Linked DNA regions of Gossypium arboreum: region 2 is linked to region 1. Evidence: chromatin contacts called from public Hi-C data. All regions are on one chromosome and are shown on one strand. The core of a region is the stretch at or near the end of the contact, and the rest is flanking DNA. Distances in the headings are between cores, read along the strand shown. Region 1 overlaps LOC108475972 (paired amphipathic helix protein Sin3-like 4). Region 2 holds the start of LOC108476074 (pyruvate dehydrogenase E1 component subunit alpha, mitochondrial-like).

Region 1 (6,295 bases), core at 1,931-4,430:
CCTTCACCATTACATGAGAACAAGAAGGATTCACAAGTTTTCTATGGAAATGACTCATTTTACGTGCTTTTTAGGCTTCACCATGTAAGTAACATTTTGTTGAAGTAATTTTTAACTGATCTTAATGGATATTTCTTGTATAGTTTGCTCATCAACTCAGTAATCCCTCTGCAAAATTTTGACAGACATTGTATGCGAGAATACAATCAGCTAAGATTAATTCATCATCTGCAGATAGGAAATGGAGGGCTTCTAGTGATCCTAGTCCTACTGATCTCTATGCTAGGTAATATAGTTTTAACTTCTGTTGGTACAGGCAGATGTTTAAAAGTGGTCAGTACTTGTTTCCTTTAAACTCTTTTATGGTACAGGTTCATGAGTGCACTTTACAATTTGCTCGATGGCTCTTCTGATAATACAAAATTTGAGGATGATTGCCGAGCTATCATTGGAACTCAGTCTTATGTTCTATTCACATTAGATAAGCTGATATATAAAATTGTCAAACAGGTAATGCTATTGTTTTCCCCTAACTTTCCCCCTTCTTTCCCTACGCGCTCTCGACCTCAACTTTTTCATCTTTGTGGTGCTTGCCTCAGCTTCAAGCCATTGCAAGTGATGAAATGGACAATAAGCTTCTTCAACTATATGCATATGAGAAATCAAGGAGATCTAGAAGATTTGATGTTGTTTATCATGAAAATGCTCGTGTTCTCCTTCACGATGAGAATATATATCGAATTGAATGTGTAAGTCTCTTTTTTTTAAAGATTGATGATTTATTTGATCTGTGTGGATATAGAACTCTCACATGCACTCTGCATCTTATATTTTATGTTTGCAGTCATCAACTCCAACGTGTCTTTCCATCCAGCTTATGGACTATGGACATGATAAGCCTGAAGTGACAGCTGTTTCCATGGACCCTAATTTTGCTGCATATTTGCACAATGACTTTCTCTCAGTTGTTCCCAAGGAAAAAGAGAAGCCTGGAATATTCTTGAAGAGGTATATTGACTAATAATGACTATAGATGTGGTTCTTGACATATAGTCCTTGAAGTTAACATGATATTTAAGTATGGTGTTTGCAGGAATGTACGCAAATGTGCGGGTGGTGATGAACTCTCTTCAACATGCCGGACAACAGAAGGACTTAAAGTGGTTAATGGTTTGGAGTGCAAGATTGCTTGCAATTCTTCCAAGGTATAATCCCATTAGAAATTCCTTCTCCTTGGTGAAATTTACTAATATTCCTTAAGGTTGCATTTCTTGTCAATATATTTATATGATTAGTTAATTGAGTGGAATTGGTACCTGGTAGGTGTCTTATGTTTTGGACACGGAAGATTTTTTGTTCAGAGTGAAATGGAAATCAGCCTTGAACCAGAACAGCCAATGCCAAAACCGGGCAACGGTTTCAAATGGGAATTCAATTAGACTACGAAGACAACAGCGATATCAGAGATTACTTCTAGCATATACTTCCATGGCATAAGTAGATATGGTACGTCTGTATCCATTTGCTGCTATGTTCTGTTTGCTCTGAATTAAAGGACAATAATGAAGCATAATTTCCCCTTTGAGTTAAATCCGTTTCATATATATATATATATATAAGTTAAATAAAATTAAGAAAAAAGAAACATTCGCCGACATATTTGGCTTCAGATTTCTGTGTGTTTTGTCAGTTAGGTAATTCATTAATTACATACAAACACAGGCGTTAGGGGAGCGGGTGAAAGAGTTGACAATGCCAAAGAGCAAGTGGAAACCTTTTTATTTTATTATTTTTGAAATGAAATCATGGCTCAATGTACTATCATATATATGACCAAGGAAATAAAGGAATAGATTTTGAGGGCTCAAAAGAATTGTAGTTAAATCTTTGTAAGTTGGTGGTGGTATTTTGAACCACAGTCGTCTACTGTACATAGGAGGGTAATATGATATCTTGTTCTGGTGTAATACTCGACATAAATGTTCATTATCCATTCATATTATTATTTATCTTTGTGCTCCCTCTTCTTATTTGTTGGCATGCATTTGTTTCGCTTTTATTATTATATTGTTTTGGACGTGCTTATCTATCAGCTTTACACTTGTAAAAATCGAGTGAGACATGGAACGGATCGAATATCTGAAACCCTCAACTTCTTTTATTTATTTACAGTAATATTTGTAGGATGTTTAAATTATGTTATTTTTAAAAAGCATAATATAAAATGTGTGTTGTATTTGTATATTTGAATATGTTATTTGTATAGATAAAACGAATTATTTACATGAAAAATCTTTGTGGAATTAGAGTGAGTTTATGAATCTGCGCTGCATTGTAAATTGAAGTTAAATATCGTGGTTCTGAGTAGAGGGAAGTAACGTGCTGTCTTGATTCAAAATTAAATGTTAATCTAATTGGGTATGATAATTTCTTTTATATTTTTATTATTTTAATAAAATAAAATATTGTTAATTGTTTTAGGTATAATTATGCTATAGCAGATGTTAATATAAATTTTTTTATCACACATATATATATATACTAAGAAGGTATTTTGTTAATCATCCTGGGCGGGGGCTTGGGCTTGACGTGACTAATTGGAGAATTAGACCGATCCTATTGGATTAGGTCTAGTCAGGATTGAATAATTACTCTGTGCTTACGTATCATGGGTGAAAGAGGGGAAAACGAGGAGTTAGACATGAAATCAAGGAGGGTTAGAGAAAATGAGGAGCTTTGGTGGTTAAAAAAATAGAGTCAAACCAATATTGAAGCGAGAGGTCATGGGGGTTTGTTGAGTTCTCTCTAACATATAAAAAAAAAAAAAAAAAATCAAAGAGAAGCTTAAATCATGGAAGTGGGTGGACTTATTGAGCGTAGGCATAAGCTAGTGTCTTCTGCCTAACTGGCTTCCCGTTACCAGCTATTGCAGGCACGCGTAATGCTCTTCAACCTAAACAATGGATGTCAATGATTGTACTGCATTCTGATCGGATTCGAAGGAAATATGGAGCTGTGCAGCGGTATTATAACATCATCTCGGTAACAAGGTAATCCCGAGCAAAACATTGGATGGGAGTTTAAAGCTGCCCCGTCGGTTGTTATTCATCCCGATAATGCTGGTTAAAATGATCAACATCAACATCACATTCTGTCCACTCACTGGAAAATGGCACCGTTGTTGGCCAACATACGGGTCTTAAGTGCACAAATTGTATCATCAGACGCTATAGCTGCAGAAGCTCGTCGATTGATGAAACAAGTTTCCGTTTTCCAACTATACATTGAATGGCCTTAATGTGTTTTGTCTAAAAAATAGCATGCAGGTGACTTTGGGGTTTCAATTTTCCTCTCAATGTTTTTTGTGGATTGCACAATGTATAAGCATCGTACCTAACACAAAGACAAACAATCCTAAAAGAATCGTAAAGAAAGCAATTTCAGAAAAAAACTCTCTTCATGTTTAGCAATATTAAAAATTAGGATTTTTCTAGTTTAATGGATCTGCTATGGTATGCCAATATTGGTAATTTACAGAGAGTTAACTAGAGAGGTTTAATATTAATTGAAATTACACTTCAATTGAAAATAGCTGGCCAGTCGATCCTAGTGTCCTAAAGACACTAAACTGCCACAGATTATGCCTCCCTTAGGCAGCATAAGCTTACTAGCTCCGCAAGTAGCTTCCCTTCACCATATGGTCGACTTGCGTTAATTTGGGTCACATATTAATTTTGAATAAGAAATTAAAATTATCGATTAAATAATTTTCAAAGATTCTATTTTAACCCATTAAAATCATGATATGTGCAACATAGTTTAAATTTCTTTCATTTCAAATATTTAGAAAATATGATGTTCCACTTTAAAATTCATCATTTAATCTAAAATAAATATTTATTCAATTACTTAAATATTTGAAATAAATAATTAATCTTATATTAAACTAATCATTAAATTGAGAAAACATATATTACTTCAACAAATAAATCTAGTGATTCAGTAAAAAATAGAATATCGGTAATGACAATATATCGCAAAGAAAAGAGAAATAAAAATAAAGAACACACAGATTTTTACGTGGAAACCCTTTTGGGAAAAAATCACGGGCAGAGGAGAAAAAAATTCACTATGTCGAATTCAAATAATTTAAAAGAGGAGTAGACTATGTCTATTTATAGGCTTGTAAAATCATATTCTAATAGAAGTGTAGTAAGACTGGAACACCTTATTTTAATCAATATCAAATAGATGGAGTTTAATAAGGTTTAAAAAACCTTATTCTAAAATAAAATAAAAGAAGTGTAGTTCTATATGGATTTTACTTTTATTTTATTTCACCACTGTATTTTATTTAAATAAGGATTCGGGTCACTTAATTCTAACAATCTCCACCTTGACACGAATTCTCAATGAACAAGTTTTTCATCGCGAAATCTTAACGAATAAGTTCTCCACCTCTTCCATAAAACCCCTTAAGGGTTTAACTTCAACAACGAACACTAACCAAGTTGAAGCAATGGTCAAACTTGGTTATAGGAAGTGACTTAATCATCATATCTGCAAGATTTTCATGAGTACTAATTTTGCTCTCAACAATATCACCACAAGCAATAATATCACGAATAAAATGATATCGAACATCAGTGTGTTTTGTTCTCTCATGAAACATTTGATCTTTTGTAAGGAAGATGACACTTTGACTGTCACAAAATATTATACTGATTTGAAGGTGTTCATTGAGTTCACTAAAGAGTTCTTTCAACCAAATAGCTTCTTTACAAGCTTCAATAATCGCTATGTACTCAACTTCAGTGGTAGACAAAGTGACTGTAATTTGCAAAGTGGTTTTCCAACTGATTGCATAACCTCCGATTGTAAAGACATAACCTGTAAAAGATCTTCTTCTATCAAGGTCTCCAGCAAAATCAGCATCAACATACGCAATGACTCTATCTCTAGTTCTTCCAAACTATAAGTAAACATTAATAGTACCTCATAAGTATCTTAAAATCTACTGAACTGCTTTCTAATGTTCTTTACCGAGATTCGCCATGTATCTGCTAACTGCATTGACTGCATATGATAAATCTAGACGTGAACAAACCATAACATACATGAGAGATCCTACTGTATTAGAGTATGGAACATGTAAGATGTACTCAATCTCATCATTTGATTGTGGAGACAAACCTATGAAAGTCTGAAATGGGCTGCTAAAGGAGTACTAACAGGCTTAGCACTCTGCATATTGAACCTGCAAAGAACTTTCTCAATGTACCCCTTCTGACTTAGGTACAGTTTACTTACTTTTCTATCTCTGAGAATCTCCATACCAAGTATCTTCTTTGCTGGTCCCAAATCTTTCATCTCAAATTCTTCACTTAGTTGGGCTTTGACCTTTCTTTTCTCTCATTTATCTTTTGTTGTTATCAACATGTTATCAACATAAAGGAGTAGATACACAAAAGAACCATCACTGTTTTACTTAAAGTAAACACAACTGTCAAAGCTACTTCTTTTGAAATCATGAGAAGTCATAAAAGAATTAAACCTTTTGTACCACTGTCTTGGTGACTGTTTCAAACTGTAAAGGGACTTTTTCAGCAAGCAAACATAGTCCTCTTTTTTTGAGACTATAAAACTCTTTGGTTGTTGCATGTAAATATCCTCCTCAAGTTCTCCATACAAAAATGCAGTTTTTACATCTAAGTGCTCAAGCTCCAAATCATGCATGACAACAATACCAAGCAAAACTCAAATCAAACTATGCTTTACAACTAGAGAGAACACATCTGTGAAGTCTATTCCTGGAATTTGACTGTAACTCTTTGCAACAAACCTTGCTTTATATTTAGGTTCTTCAACTCCTAGAGTCATTTCTTTCTTTTTAAACACCCATTTACAATGAACAACTTTTTTATCTTTAGGAAGTTTTACAAAATCCCATGTTCTGTTTTTGGAGTGATTCCATCTCCTCTTGCATAGCAAACATCCACTTTTCTGAGTCTTCACAACTAACTGCCTTAGAATAATTAGATGGCTCTTGGTTTGCATCTATATCTTCAGCCACATTTAAAGCATAAGCAACTAGATCAGCTTCGGTATATTTCTTTGGAGGTTTAATTTCTCTTCTAGTTTTATTTTTGGAGATAGAGTATTGTGGTGAAGAAGTAACTCTATTATGAATTTTTGTGCTAGCTTAAGGAGTCAACTTTGTTGTAGATTCTAGATTAATCTGACACTCCACCTGCTTTTTATTTTCTTTATTGGAAGAGTCTTTAAGAGATAAGTT
Region 2 (6,295 bases), core at 2,173-4,672, 63 kb after region 1:
CTATATGATCATCTTGAATGTTTGCTCTTTTTTTTTTACGAGGATTTTTATCTTTGGAACCGGCCGGTCTTCCACACTTCAAGCATGGTTTACTTTATTTTGCACTAACATTTTGCCCTATTAGGACATCAATTCGTATCGAAGCATTTTTAGTTGGTATGTGAGATTTATTGAATTTAGCGGTTAATTTGTAAAATGAATTATCTATTGAACTTTTAGTTCACATTGTTTTGTATGAAGGTCTTAGACATTGATAATTTATTTCAAGTATTTTATTAATCCAACTTTTTATTCTCTCCCCCTAATGTTGGGAAAAATGACAACTCATGTCATAACTAAATATTGAATTAATAGCTCAAAAATATTATAAGGAGACTCATATAAATTACATTCCCAGTCTCTTATTATGACCTATCTTTGTGCATTGTGGTGGAGCAGTTGGAACATATATCGCACATCCAAAAATTGTAAGATGGGAAATATTTGGCTCTTGACCAAAAATTAATTGTAATGGGAAGTATTTATAATTTATTGGTTTGATGCGTATAACATGTAAATCGATACAATTTTATGCTAAAATAGAAAATTTTTGTTCTCATAAGTAATGATTTAGCTATTAGTTGGAGGCATTTGATAAACAATTCAGTTAAATCATTTTGTGTGTGAACATAAGCTACAGGATGTTCAACTTTTATCTCAATTGACATGCAATAATCATTGAAAACTTGGGATGTAAACTTACCAACTTTAGCAAGATGAATTATTTTAAATGCATAATCTAAAATTAATCATTTAAACAAGTAATCTCGCAAACGACAGGTTGCGAGTTGATAAAATATGTGATTATTTTGTAGACGCATCTACCAAAATCAAATAATATCAAAACCATCCACATGGTGGATGAATGGGCCCATATTCATTTCAGAAATGCAATACATTAAATCTCAACTTTAGCTAGTGAGTTTCTAATAATCAATTTTCATTGAGAACAAATAACAAATGAGAATTATTTAAATTAAAGAATCTTCTGGTTCTTTAATAGATGTCTACATGAGTTCTCAATTAATTTTCGCATTATATATGATCCAGGATGGTCTAACTAGTCACGCCAAGTAGTAAATGCATTTGTATTAGTAAACTTTTGGTTTACTTTAACATTTGTTTCAATTGTACTGAATTGTAACAAATTGATAATTTTATTATCATTCCTTTTAATATGTGTCCACATATAAGTACTATTGTGACATTTACTATTGGAAATATCTAAATCAATATGAAGTCTATAATGCCACTAAGTCAATAAATATAATTTCTAAATAATTATATGCAGTATTCGCTTTAGGGAATATGTCAAAATCTTCAAATGCCCAAAAATTTATTAATATAAAACTTTGAGAGTAGATTTTATTTTCCAGGTGTAGAACAGGTACAGAACCAATGACTTTTCATACATAAGTTTTCTCTCTTGCAAGTTCGCATCAATGATATTTTACCACGTAATTTTAATTGAGAACATATTCTGAATACTGTAGAGTTATACTCGCAGTTTTTTAAAAAAACTTGCAACTTTAGGTGCGTCCAACCATAATAAGTTTTAGATAGCATTATCATATATTGTTCATAAATAAATCTTTCACAGTCAAATATTTTGCTTTCAACCCTTTAATGGGATGATGAGAAAAAAGATCACAAATATTATCAAATAAATATAAATTAATAACTCAATCTTTTTTTTATATGAAATATAATATTTTCCTCATTCACAATTTTAATATGAGATTCATTATAAATATATTTTAAAAGTAATTCATTAACCATCACAAAGTTTATGCTTTTTAGATATTGATATATTAGCTCTTCAAGCTTTCAACTAATTTTGTACCATCAAATATTGAAATAATATTTGTTTGTTTCAGTACCAAATAATATAAATATTTTCTATCTGTAATGATAGAATTCATTACTACATTTTCATATCATTCCTCAAAGAATATTAACAGAAACAAAATATTTGGACATACGCCACATATGTGGCCAATAATATTTCGTATTACATTGATAACATAAATTCTTTATCCTTTGAAGAGCTATCTTGAGAACTCTTATTGTTCTCTTATTTATTACTATGTTCCTACTTTTAGTGGTCCTTAATTATATCTTTTATTTTCTTTATGTTTGCATTCACTTTAGGGAATGTAACAAATCTAGTAGGACAACCTCTATTGATTTTTTATTCCATAATCACCATCGTAAACATGCGTGGATTTTAAATCAGAATCTATCCATTCATGTTGTCATGATTATTCTCCAATTATAATAAACATGATATAATAAATAAAATATAGTAAAATACATCTGAAGATCTTTAACATCATTGTCATCATCTTGACTATTATCATGAGTATCCATTCTGAGATTGAATCTTTCAACATCCTGAAGATGAAGTTGTAAGGGTGGAAGTTTAAGGTGAAAAAGAATTTGATTTGTGGGACGACTTCGAAATATTTTGAAAAAATAGAGAATCATCGTGTTGATAACGTGTTATAAAATAAAGAAAGATAGAGAGAATAAAGAACAAAGAAAATATGAAAGCAATAGAGAATATACTTTATAAATCAAATGGATAATTACAATGCTTCATCATAATTTCTATTTATAAGCATAAGAAGTATAAAAGAAGTAGAGATCTAATTTTAATAATTATTAGAATTTAAAATATATCAAAACTTTACCTTGATCATAATAAACATCTACTTAATAAGATATTTATAATAATAAATAATTAATTATTCATTAATTCCAATTATGTATAAAAATTAGTATTAATTGTTATTCCTTAAATTGATTGAGTTAGAATAAGAAATATGTTGTCTAATTTAGGCAGCGGATAATGAAATAGGCAGTCTATTCAGAGTGTTAGGTAATAAGAATAAAGTATTAAGCAGGCCGCCAAGCCACCAACCCCGTGTGCAGTGCCGCACCAATTCCTTTACCAAAATAAATTGCAACTACAAGTCAACATCATCTAAGGTTTGCTTGGTTTTTTCCTTTTGCTGGCCAATCAACAGCATCAGAGGTTACCGTCAAATTATTTATATCTACTTTTTCATGCTTAACTTTTCCTTGTTCAATAATCTTTAATTCCATCATTTACATAACTAGAAATACAATAAATGTGCTTTCTTTATTATCTTATTTTATTCTTATTTTATTGTTTATGTCTTCTAATTTATATTTTAAATTTAATAAAGAAAGAAATTATTATAAATTATTAAAAATTTGATTGGTTAAAATTCGATTTAAGAATAAAATTATTAATAAAAATAAAATTTTCGAGAGATTTAGAAAGATGCTCTACATTAAAAGCGATCTAATTGACTTGATTAGATATATTTAAGGATTATTATATTACGATTAAAATGGGATATGGAATAATGTTTAAAAATAATTCTTTAGAAGCAGTGAAGAGTTGAAAATCTCCCCCGCTACAACACTCAATATTTAATTCCTCTCCACCAAATATACCAAACTCTCTTATTCGCTTTCCTTTTTCCTTCGCTCTCTCTTTAGATCCGATCAACCGCCATCTCTTAATACGACGGTGGGCATGGCTCTATCGCGGCTCGCCTCTTCTTCTTCTTCTTCACGCTCCGCTGATCTTCTGAAACCCCTCTGCTCTGCCATCTCCCTCCGACGCCCGATCTCCACCGATACCACTCCCATAACTGTGGAGACCTCCGTTCCTTTCACCTCTCACCAGTGCGACACCCCCTCACGCTCCGTCCAGACCAATGCCAAGGAGCTCCTCACCTTCTTCCGGGACATGGCGCTGATGCGTCGGATGGAGATCGCTGCCGATTCACTCTACAAAGCCAAGCTCATCCGCGGTTTCTGCCACTTGTACGACGGTCAAGAAGCTGTCGCCGTCGGCATGGAAGCTTCCATAACTAAAAAGGACTGTATCATAACCGCCTATCGTGACCACTGCACGTTCGTCGCTCGCGGTGGGACCCTGCTGGAAGTTTTCGCCGAGCTGATGGGACGCCAGGCTGGATGTTCTAGGGGCAAAGGAGGTTCGATGCATTTTTACAAGAAGGATTCAAATTTCTATGGCGGTCACGGGATTGTCGGAGCCCAGGTTCCTTTAGGATGTGGCTTGGCGTTTGCCCAAAAGTATTCTAAAGACGAAGCGGTCACCTTTGCTTTATATGGTGATGGGGCTGCTAATCAAGGGCAGTTGTTTGAGGCTTTGAACATCTCTGCACTTTGGGATCTGCCTGCAATTTTGGTCTGCGAGAATAATCATTGTGAGCAATTTGAATTGGAATGAAATTTTATTGGTCTATTAAATTTTTGTGGACTTTATTTATTTGATGTAACAGATGGTATGGGGACGGCTGAATGGAGAGCCGCAAAGAGTCCTGCTTACTACAAACGTGGGGATTATGCTCCTGGTTTGAAGGTGAGACTTGGTTGGCTGAGAGATAAATAGTGGTTATAATTTGTTGGTTCTTTAGTATTGTTATTATGATTATTAAGTAAATGAGGATTTAGATGTATGTGATGTCGAAGTGACTACGACCGTAGATGTCGTAAGAGTGATAGTGGATGGTAAAAAACTGTGATAGTTGTGATTTTGTGCCATGTGAGATACTTCTTCTGCTGGTTTTATATTGTTGTTTTGTTCTCTTATCCTTTTATATTAGAAGCTAAAAGTTTGAATGAAGTTTCAGAAAAGCAGAATCTCAAGGGATTTTTCCTGCTTATACTATGGGTTCTTAATATTTAAGGTTGTTTTCTTCTAAGATGTAAGGCATTGATGCAAAAAGAATGCCTTCTAGCAGAACTTTAAAAGCAACAACCTTTCTGTTCAGCTTAAGAAGAATAATTTTTTTTTTCTGACAAAACATGTCTTAGGATAATGCATGCTTAAAATTCCTTTTCTCCAGACGGTAGACATTGATATACTTTTTAACTTCAATTCTATTTGTTATGTGTTTCATATCTTCTAGGTGGATGGAATGGATGCTCTTGCTGTGAAGCAAGCTTGCACGTTTGCCAAAGAACATGCTTTGAAGAATGGACCAATTGTAAGTTTATTCATCCAGCTATTACCTGTTTTTCATTTTTTTCTTTTTAATAATCTTTTATTGTGCTCATTTTCTGGCCATTTTCCACATACTAATACTTCTTTATTTAAAGGTGTGAATCTACCACATCAACTTGAGAAAACTTTGGTTTTCTTCATCACTCATTTTAGTGTTTGTGTAAATTGTGTTATCTTCCTTATGCCTAAAGCTGTTAGAGATCAAATCCCCTGCTACATGATTGATCATGCTTGAACAAACTCCATAATTACATGCTTAACCTTATAAGCTAATTCTACTAGTCACCTCTACAGTTAGTAGACTCATAGAATATGTTATTGTTTCTCTTCTACACTATGAGAGATACGTGCTTCATTTTGAACTTTTTCTGATTAATCAATATTTGATTTACAACATTTGAGCACCAAGCAACAGGATACAACACTTTGTTGGAATATTGTGCTTGTTTCAAACTGTTTTATGCTTGTGGTACTGAAGACATAGATCTAAATTTTTGCAGTATGATATTTTATTTTGATATATTATGCTATAATAAGGGTTGTATTGCATCCAAAGCCTTAAGATTGGAAGGTTACTCCTTGAGACTAGATTGCAGAAGTACTAAAATACAGGAGATCTGCATATAATGGACTAGACTATGCAAAACACTTGTTACCTTTGGGATGGGCCTGAGTGTTTTGCTGCTTTTTTTCTAGCAGTTTGATTCTGTCCCATTTTAACAATATTAGCATGTTTGGATTCTTTAGAGGGGAGCTGACAAGGAGATGAAGCTTATATGTGTGTGTTTGTGTATATATATGTAGTAATTTGGATAGCATAAGGTAAAGTGAAACAAGCAACTTTCTATTTGTTTTGTTATTTAGATATTTAAATAAGTGACTTGGTGAAATATTAGATGAAATGGCAATTGAACTATTGAAGAATATGATCATTTTTGGCTACAAATTAGAATATACTTGGTGAGATTTGAAAAGTGGATTAGGTGATATATTATTTGTTATTTCATTTCTCTTAATGGTCGAATCACTACCAGAGGTCTCTTTTGAAGCTGATAAGTTGTATTAGGAAGTTGGAATGTTTTTTATTTTGTAGCTGTTAAAACTTTTTGGCTCTACATTAGAGGTGTAAGCGAGTTGGCTGTTGACTTGACTTTGTGCATAATTTTATTCGTAGCTGAGTTTAAGCCA

The links. Hi-C and Micro-C count contacts between places; a contact is called where the count stands out from the background.
Region 2: a Hi-C map of leaf shows a contact between it and region 1, with 3 times the contacts expected there. The contact joins the promoter of LOC108476074 here to the enhancer-like site in region 1. A contact is called at or near these places in 4 of 5 Hi-C or Micro-C datasets (all in leaf).

The regions. Positions count from the first base shown.
Region 1 is chr3:12,490,746-12,497,040 of ASM2569848v2, forward strand. It overlaps LOC108475972 (paired amphipathic helix protein Sin3-like 4), which reads left to right. Exons shown (of 24, transcript XM_017777993.2): 17 at 1-84; 18 at 186-286; 19 at 372-510; 20 at 600-749; 21 at 845-1,008; 22 at 1,094-1,205; 23 at 1,324-1,506; 24 at 1,695-2,303. The coding sequence ends at 1,497. Among protein-coding and RNA genes, the nearest start is that of LOC108475972, 11 kb to the left of the region's middle. Within about 2 kb of position 3,181, at least 2 of the 2 cell types and tissues checked have an H3K27ac peak or open chromatin away from gene starts, as enhancers often do. A contact at or near this core is called in leaf, where this site is marked.
Region 2 is chr3:12,553,768-12,560,062 of ASM2569848v2, forward strand. It overlaps LOC108476074 (pyruvate dehydrogenase E1 component subunit alpha, mitochondrial-like), which reads left to right and starts at 3,423. Exons shown (of 8, transcript XM_017778144.2): 1 at 3,423-4,307; 2 at 4,383-4,462; 3 at 5,013-5,090. The coding sequence starts at 3,608.